Linked DNA regions of Mus musculus: region 2 is linked to region 1. Evidence: chromatin contacts called from public HiCAR-type data. All regions are on one chromosome and are shown on one strand. The core of a region is the stretch at or near the end of the contact, and the rest is flanking DNA. Distances in the headings are between cores, read along the strand shown.

What was found. HiCAR-type assays count read pairs that join an accessible place to other places.
Region 2: a contact with region 1 is called in a HiCAR-type map of embryonic stem cells, with 4 times the contacts expected there. The contact joins two enhancer-like sites. A contact is called at or near these places in 6 of 15 datasets of contacts at CTCF or cohesin (CD8 T cells, the NIH/3T3 cell line, embryonic stem cells and 3 more), 84 of 484 Hi-C or Micro-C datasets (the AML12 cell line, B cells, the C10 cell line and 40 more), 23 of 115 datasets of contacts at active chromatin or transcription factors (bone marrow-derived macrophages, cardiomyocytes, embryonic basal ganglia and 10 more) and 4 of 9 other capture datasets (adipose tissue, bone marrow-derived macrophages, embryonic stem cells and 1 more).

What each region holds. Positions count from the first base shown.
Region 1 is chr1:60,430,457-60,434,166 of GRCm38.p6, forward strand. The region is part of intron 1 of Abi2 (abl-interactor 2); the gene reads left to right. Among named protein-coding and RNA genes, the nearest start is that of Abi2, 23 kb to the left of the region's middle. Within about 2 kb of position 2,170, at least 13 of the 459 cell types and tissues checked have an H3K27ac peak or open chromatin away from gene starts, as enhancers often do. A contact at or near this core is called in differentiating embryonic stem cells, embryonic stem cells and stem cell-derived epiblast-like cells, where this site is marked.
Region 2 is chr1:60,850,719-60,854,489 of GRCm38.p6, forward strand. No RefSeq gene overlaps it. Among named protein-coding and RNA genes, the nearest start is that of Gm38137, 11 kb to the right of the region's middle. Within about 2 kb of position 1,828, at least 123 of the 459 cell types and tissues checked have an H3K27ac peak or open chromatin away from gene starts, as enhancers often do. A contact at or near this core is called in differentiating embryonic stem cells, embryonic stem cells and stem cell-derived epiblast-like cells, where this site is marked.

The DNA of each region.
Region 1 (3,710 bases), core at 920-3,419:
CCCTTCCTTCTTCCCACCCCCTTCTATTTTGGTGTTTTAAGACAAGGTTTTACTCTGTAGCTCTGGCTGTTCTGAAACTTGCAATATAGACCAGGCTGGCCTTGAATTTACAGAGATCTGCCTGCCTCTGCCTCCCAAATTCTGAGACTAAAGGCATATGTACAACACCTAGCTTTGTTTTTAATGTTAAAATAAAAAAAATGGATTTTTTGTTTGTACTTTTGGGCATGTGGTGTATGTATGTGTGTGTGTGTTTGTGTATGTGTCTTGATATATGTGTGGTGTGCACATATGTATGTATATGTGCTCTGCATATGTGTGTATGTCTGGTGTATTGTGTGTGTTTTGTGTATGTGTGGTATATGCATATGTATGTGTGTGCTTTTTATATGTAGTATGTATGGTATGTTATATATATATATGTGTGTGTGTGTGTGTGTGTGTGTGTGTGTGTGGAAATTGTATGTTTGCGTGGTTTGTGTATACTGTGTATGTGTGTTGGGCAAATATGTGTGGTGTACATATGTTTGTGGTACATGTATGTGTATGGTAAGTTTTGGAAGTACTTGAGCTTCTATGGGTACATATGGACGATGGTGGAAAGTGTGCGGTATTTTCCTCTCTTAAGCTCTACCTTTTGACTTGAGACAGGATATTCTCACTGAAACATAAGCTCACTTTTTTGGCTAGGCTTTGGCCAGTGAGTTCTGGAGATAGAAATTTGCAAAAATGTCTGTCCACTCTAGCCAAAGCAATCTACAGGTTCAATGCAATTTCTATAAAAAACCAATGGCATTTTCCACAGAACTAGAATACGTTTTAAATTTTATAGGGAATCTAAAACAAACAATACACAAAAACACAAAAAAGCTTAATGTAGATTGTGGGTGGGGATTGTCATCATCTCTAGTACTTACTGTTTTCTGTTTTTGTTTTTTCAAGATTAAAGATTAAAGATTGAAAGTGTGTGTCACCATTGCCTAGCTTGAAGTTTATCTCTCCTATACCTACATTTTTGTAGTTTTTTTTTTTTTTTTTAAGTAATGAAGGGTATCTTAGGGTGTCTATTACTGTGAAGAGATAACCATGGCCATGGTAACTCTTAAGGAAAGTATTTAATTGGTGCTGGTTTACAGAGATTTAGTCCTTTGTGGTCATGGCAGGAGGCATGGCAGTACACAGACAATGCTTCTGGTTCTGTAAGTAGCAGGAAGAGAGGGTGAGCCATTGAACCTATCTTGAACTTCTGACACCTCAGAGCCCACCCCCAGTGACACACTTCCTCCAACAAGGCCACGCCCACTCAAGTAGGCTACACCTACACCTACGTATGCGTCTGTGGAGGCCATTTTATTTATTTATTTATTTATCTATTTATTTATTATATATAAGTACACTGTAGCTGTCTTCAGACACTCCGGAAGAGGGAGTCAGATCTCATTACGGGTGGTTTTGAGCCACCATGTGGTTGCTGGGATTTGAACTTCGGACCTTCGGAAGAGCAGTTGGGTGCTCTTACCCACTGAGCCATCTCACCAGCCCAGCCATTTTCATTTAAGCCACCACAAAGGGGTTTTATCAAATGCTTTTTTTATATCTGTGGAGATGATTGCACATTCTTTGAGCCTTCACTTTGTTAATTTGAGGTATTTTATTTACTAATTTTCATACTGAATTATTTTTGCATCTGTAGAGTAAGTCTCCCAGATCATGCTCTTGTATTTGACTTGGTAATTTGTGGAGAAGTTTTACATCTATATGTGCATAGGAATACCTGCCTGTAGAATTTTCTGTGTTGTGTCTGGGGAGTTGACTTCCTTTCTATACTTTGGAACTGTTTGAAGAGGATTGACATTGGTTTTGTTGTTGTTTGTATAGACAATCTGGTGCTGTGGTTTAGGCTTGCCTTGAACTTGAAATCTTACTGCCTTAGCCTCCCAAGTACTAGCCACACGAACTGGATTCCTGAGTGGGAGGCTGGAGCTGTAAGGGAGGAAACTACAGAGAAGAAAGGAAACCAAGGCAGATTTCTGATCAAGGCAATGTTTACTAAGAGTCTGTGCTTATAAAGGAGGAAAGCCTATCTCCTGCTGATCCACTCTTGATGCCTGTCGCCAGCCTATAAGCAATAAATTAGGCTGACTGCACTAGTTTGGCAGTAAGGTGTCAATTGCCAGCTTGCCTGGGGCTGCTTTAGGAATTTCTCTGGAAGGCAGGTTCAGCCTCTCAGCAGGTAGCAGTCTTGGAGATGAGCAGTGGCAGGTGACAGAACAATAAAACCATCTAGGTGGGAAGGCTCCACCCTAGGTGGTCTCAGTGGCAGCAAAAGGTCTGAATCAGCCTGCTCAAGGCTGGGGGAGGCTACAAGGTATGTCTATGATAACATGATTTGTCATTGAAAGTTTAGTAAAATTCATCAGTGCAACCATCTAGTGCTATTATTATTTTACTTTTTGGACAATCTGTGTTTTTTATTTACTCTTACTGTTTGTTCTTGGTAGGTTAAAGTTATGTGCATCTTCCTGGTTCTGTTTTGGTGGGGGCTGTGTGTACCCACAAATCTGGTTCTAGGTTTTTATATTTATTGGCATATAGTTGTTCATAATAGTTCCTAGGAAGCTTTTGTATCTCTGTGGTATCAGTTATAATTTGTCTTTTTCACTTTGGTTTTACTTGAATTTCTTCTTTTTTTTTTCCCCCCTTAACTCTTTTCATGGTAATATGGTGTTAATTTGGTTATTTTAAATTACTTCTAAAGACTTTTCTTTTTTCTTCCAATCCATGGAGAAATTTGTATCCATGCTTTGTAGACTGTAGGAGAGATGTGATTGGGACTGTAGTAGACTTCTGGTAAGTCCTATCACTGTATTTCAGTGTATACTTTGAGCAGTGGCAGCTGTATACAGGGATTTATGCTTTAGAAAGTGACTTCACATCAGTTTTTTCATTTTTCTGTGCAATTTTTCATTTTCTTGGAGTGATTGAATCAGGGATGTACCCTCTCTGCTTTGTAATTGAGAAATGGTGACTCTTGTAGTTTATATTAATGATGGCACTAACATACAGGGTTTCTGAATCAGAAACATGGATTAGCTTTATTATACACCACAGAATCTTCCTGTAGGTGGCAAAATAAAATATGTTGGTCTGCAGTAACCTGGAAAATAGTCATTTGGTTACTTCTTGCTGCATAATCCCTGTTTTTCAAATAAGGCTTCTGGGTTGTGGAAGTTGTGAGATAGGTGCTACTGACTGCTAAGAAAGGGCCGACATTGGCAATTTCTACCCCATAAGGCTGTCTCTTAAATGACATGAGAACAGAGTAGCCTCGCATTTTAATTTTATAATTATTTTTATTATCAGACATTTTATTTATCATTATTAATACTTTGATCAAACACATTTTGTGTGTGAGAATAAAAGGAAATCAAGAGAAAGTAGAATAAGTATTTGTGCATTCATGTCAGTGCTGCCGAAGGAGTTAAATTGGGAAGATGTGTATGTGCTGTCATTGCTCAAAGTATACACTGGAACTCAGATTTTAAATACTAGCTTTAGAACTTTATTTGTACTTACATAAAAATGTATATATAAAAATGTATAGTTATCTTGAAAATATCAGTGAGCTCATTAAATCATTTAGTTTTGGAATTGTGTAACAATGATGTTTTTCAGAATATTTTAAACTTGGTATAGGTTTAGTAGCATTG
Region 2 (3,771 bases), core at 578-3,077, 420 kb after region 1:
TCATGGATTTAAATATGTCTGATTTTTAAATTAATGTTAGTAAGTAAAATAGTAATTATTTTCTCCCAGAGTAGGATGCCCCTATGTTTGGCTGCAACATTGAGTAGTGGCCACAACTCATCTTTTGCTTTACTGACAGGACTTGGAAAAGCTTTCTTAGCAGGAGAACTCCCTGGGAGTCATTGAGATTTGCACTCACCTCTTGGCTAGTCTGCTTTTGCTCATTTAATGAAAAGGTTACTCTAAAGAGTGGTAGTTTCTAACTGGGGCTATTTGTATGTTAGAATCACTTGGGGGTGCTTTTCAAAACTAGGAAAGCCAAGGCCACTTACCAAACCAACTAAATTAGACTCTTGGAGGGTGTAGCCCGGGTATCATTAGCTCTTTAAAAAGGCCCATAGTTATTCTAATGTTCAGTCAGGGCTGAAAGCCACTGGTCTAGACAGGGTTGCTCAGAGGCCTTTCAATAATAATGCCCTGTGACTTTCCAGCATGGAACACAAGCAAATCACTCTTGCAATGAAGAAAGTAGACATAAATATAAGCTCTGCTGACTGCAAAGCATTCCCAGTGACTTGAATATGATTCAGGGCTGCCAGCATTCATTCTGTGGTGTGGAAGCTGCGGGAAAGGCCAGGGGTGGGAGAGCTGAATGACTGGCCTTTGTGTTCCAATTATAGTCAGCTTGAGTTGCTAGAAAGAGATAGGAATGTCTGCTGTCAATTTCCTTTAGAAAAAGATAGATCAGAATTCATTTTGTGTCACTGCCTCTGGCTTGCCTCTGGCTTGCCGAGCTTGCCGCTGCCCCCAGAGTGAAAGGTCTTTCACGCAGTTATTATTGGAGATTGCATTTCTGATTCCAGACTGTACATTAATAAATTAAGGCCATGACTAGTAATATTCACCAAATGAAAATACTGCAACAAGTACAAGCCTTTTAAATGGCCTCAGACAATGAAGCTTTTTCAGACCCCGTTCCTTCATGCTTGTTATCGCTGAAAAGCATTTTTGTAGCCTTTATTAAAAATGGGGAAAGATCACGTTTGAAAGCATGGGCTTTTGAAGCCTCTCTTGTTATAAGCGTGTATATGAGGAACATGCAGAAAACATAACTAGCTGAGCAAGGCAGAAATTAAGGAAAGTAAAGCTGATATGTGTGAACCTTTTTTTGCATGCCTTTTTAATATGAGAGGGTCTAAAGTCAATGTTGGTTTTTTTTTTTTTTTCGAATGGCTTTAGGTATCTTTCTCAATTGTGTGCCTTTTTTGCTGTGTTACCATAGTGAGTAATATTAATAGAATCCAAATACTAAACCCTTGACCTGATTCTTGATTATTATGTCATATTCATTAGGTATTCTATCTAAATTCATCCATTTCTTCCCCAACATTATTGATGATAATCAGCTCCTTCTGCCCACTATAATGAAGCAGCTGTGTGAGCTGTGCAAGGACAATATTAACTCTACAGCCATGTGACTTAAGAGGAAAGTTGTCACTCTGAGATAGCCAGAAACAAAGGGCAAGCAAAGGGCAGCAGTAGTATGCAAATATGGAGCTCCTGGTGTTTAGGGGTTCCCCTCCCACACGCTCTGCTTTCCTTTAGAACACGTGTTTCCATTAAGAAACAACCCAACCATTAATCCCTTCAGATAAGCTCACAATGTTTCACATAATCTAAGAATAATGTCTCAAAGATGAGACCGGCTCGTTTGGTTACGCTATCAACACCGTTTGCAATCCTCCATCCACTGTTCCCTTTTAAGTCCGTGCTCAGGGGCCTCTCTTATAGCCATTACTAAACAATCAAGGGGTGTGGGGGAAGTATGGAGCAGAACTATGAGGAAGTAAGAATGGAGAAGCCTCGAAGCAGAGCTCCAGCAATAAGTTGCCCCGAGGGTGGGTGTGGCTAGAATGGACTCTTAGCTTGAATTTCCAGGTGTGGAATCTACAAGACAGTTGAGGACGAGGTTCTGGAACTCTGTAGAGGATTTGGGTTAAGTGTCCATAGATCACAGTGATTGGCTTGTAGGTGGTACTAAGTGGAGTCCCGGGAATGTATGAAATTACACACGGAGCAAGCGGAGAGAGCGGCGAGCAGTAAGAAAGGCATCATGAAAGGACAACATGCCTGTGGATAGAGAGAAGGGAGACAGGAAACAGTTTAGCAAGAAGTCTGGAAGGAAAAAGAAAAAAGCAAGTCTCCTTTTGTGACTTTAACCTTGTCTTGCTCCAGGCTTCCCCACCCCCTGTGACTAACCACCTGCCAGCTGTGTCTTAAGCAAACAGCTGTCTCTGATGACTTCCTATCTCCTCTCCTCAGCAAGTCTTATCAATTCCTAATGATACCTGAATTTGTTCTCTCCTCTTTCTCTTTCCATTGGAACCCTCGATGTCCCTCTGACCTGTTAACCTAACGTCTCTGCCCTGGACAATGGAAGTAGTCTCTTCACTGGTCCTCTGCCTCTGATCCTGACCCCTACCCCTTACCTGGACACTTACTGGCCACTGAGGAGAGTACTTACAAAGCATGACGACCCCTACCATTGCTCTGCTCTGCTTAAGTCCTAGCTTGCTTCTACGGCATAGCACAGCTTAGCATTCCTGCCAGACTCTCAAGCCTCAGCCTGAACTCATCCCCCTCCCACTCCCCAAACCCAGCTGGAGTGACCCTCTTGCTATTTTTTTGAGTATACCAAATTCTTCCCATGGCACTGTCTCTGCTATTCCTCCATGTAAAGTGGTCTGCCCCAGACCTACACAGGACCGGAACTGTTTTTCAACGAGGCCTCACCTTAAGAGCTGCCTCCAAAGAGGGGATTTCCCTAGCCACGGGGTCAAATTGGCAGAGAGTGTTTAAGTTGCTAGAGCCTTTGTTAATAAGGTATCTCCCACTAGGTGGCTTAAACAATAGACACTAAGTATCTCCTGGTGGAGAGAAACCTGAGACAAAGGTTTGTTTCCCTCTGTGAGCTAGAGATTGTTACAGGCTGTCCTCAGGCTTGCGTGTTGGCAGGCATCTCCTTTTATCCTGTTGGATTCCTCTATGGGTGCCTCTGTCCAAAGCCCCTCCTCTATCAGGCTATGGCTCACTGGAGTAAGGTTCACGCCCATGTGTTCATTTTAACCCGGTTACCTCTATAAGGAGGATTTGGACACTAGAACCTCAATAAATGGGAGAGGGGCACAGCTCAACCCACAAACACAGCCAAGTGCAACCATACTCCACGGCTGTATTGTCTTCATAGTGTTGTCCCTGTCTGCAATTATAATGCTTGCTTTTTATTATTCACCTCTGAAATTTCCATAGGGGGAAAAAACCTTGTCTGTGGAGCAGAATCTGCCAATGTCCCTGACAGATCCCGTTATCATAGATACCAATGGCACCCCACTGGAAGCATCTGCAGTTTTCTATCAGAGGTTTTCCCTAGCAGGCTTGCTGTTGCTTGAGGCAGGTGGAATGCTGGGAAAGGTCATGACAGATGAGACTTGGTTAAGTCAGCTGACGTGGGTTTCTGCCACCACCGAGCTGTTGTCACGGGACTAAGCTGAGTTACTCATAGTGTCCATGAGTGTACCTGCGTTGGCCTCCCTTCCTCCTGTCCATACCCTTATCACTATTATCTGCCCTTATCACTATTTATCTGCATCCTTAAAGGTCCATAATAAAAAATTAATGATAAATGCTCAGTATGTAATAATAGATGATCAGAGGTCACAATTGACAATGTCAAGGACTGCACAAAAGTATCTGGTAGGAGATACTTTTTAT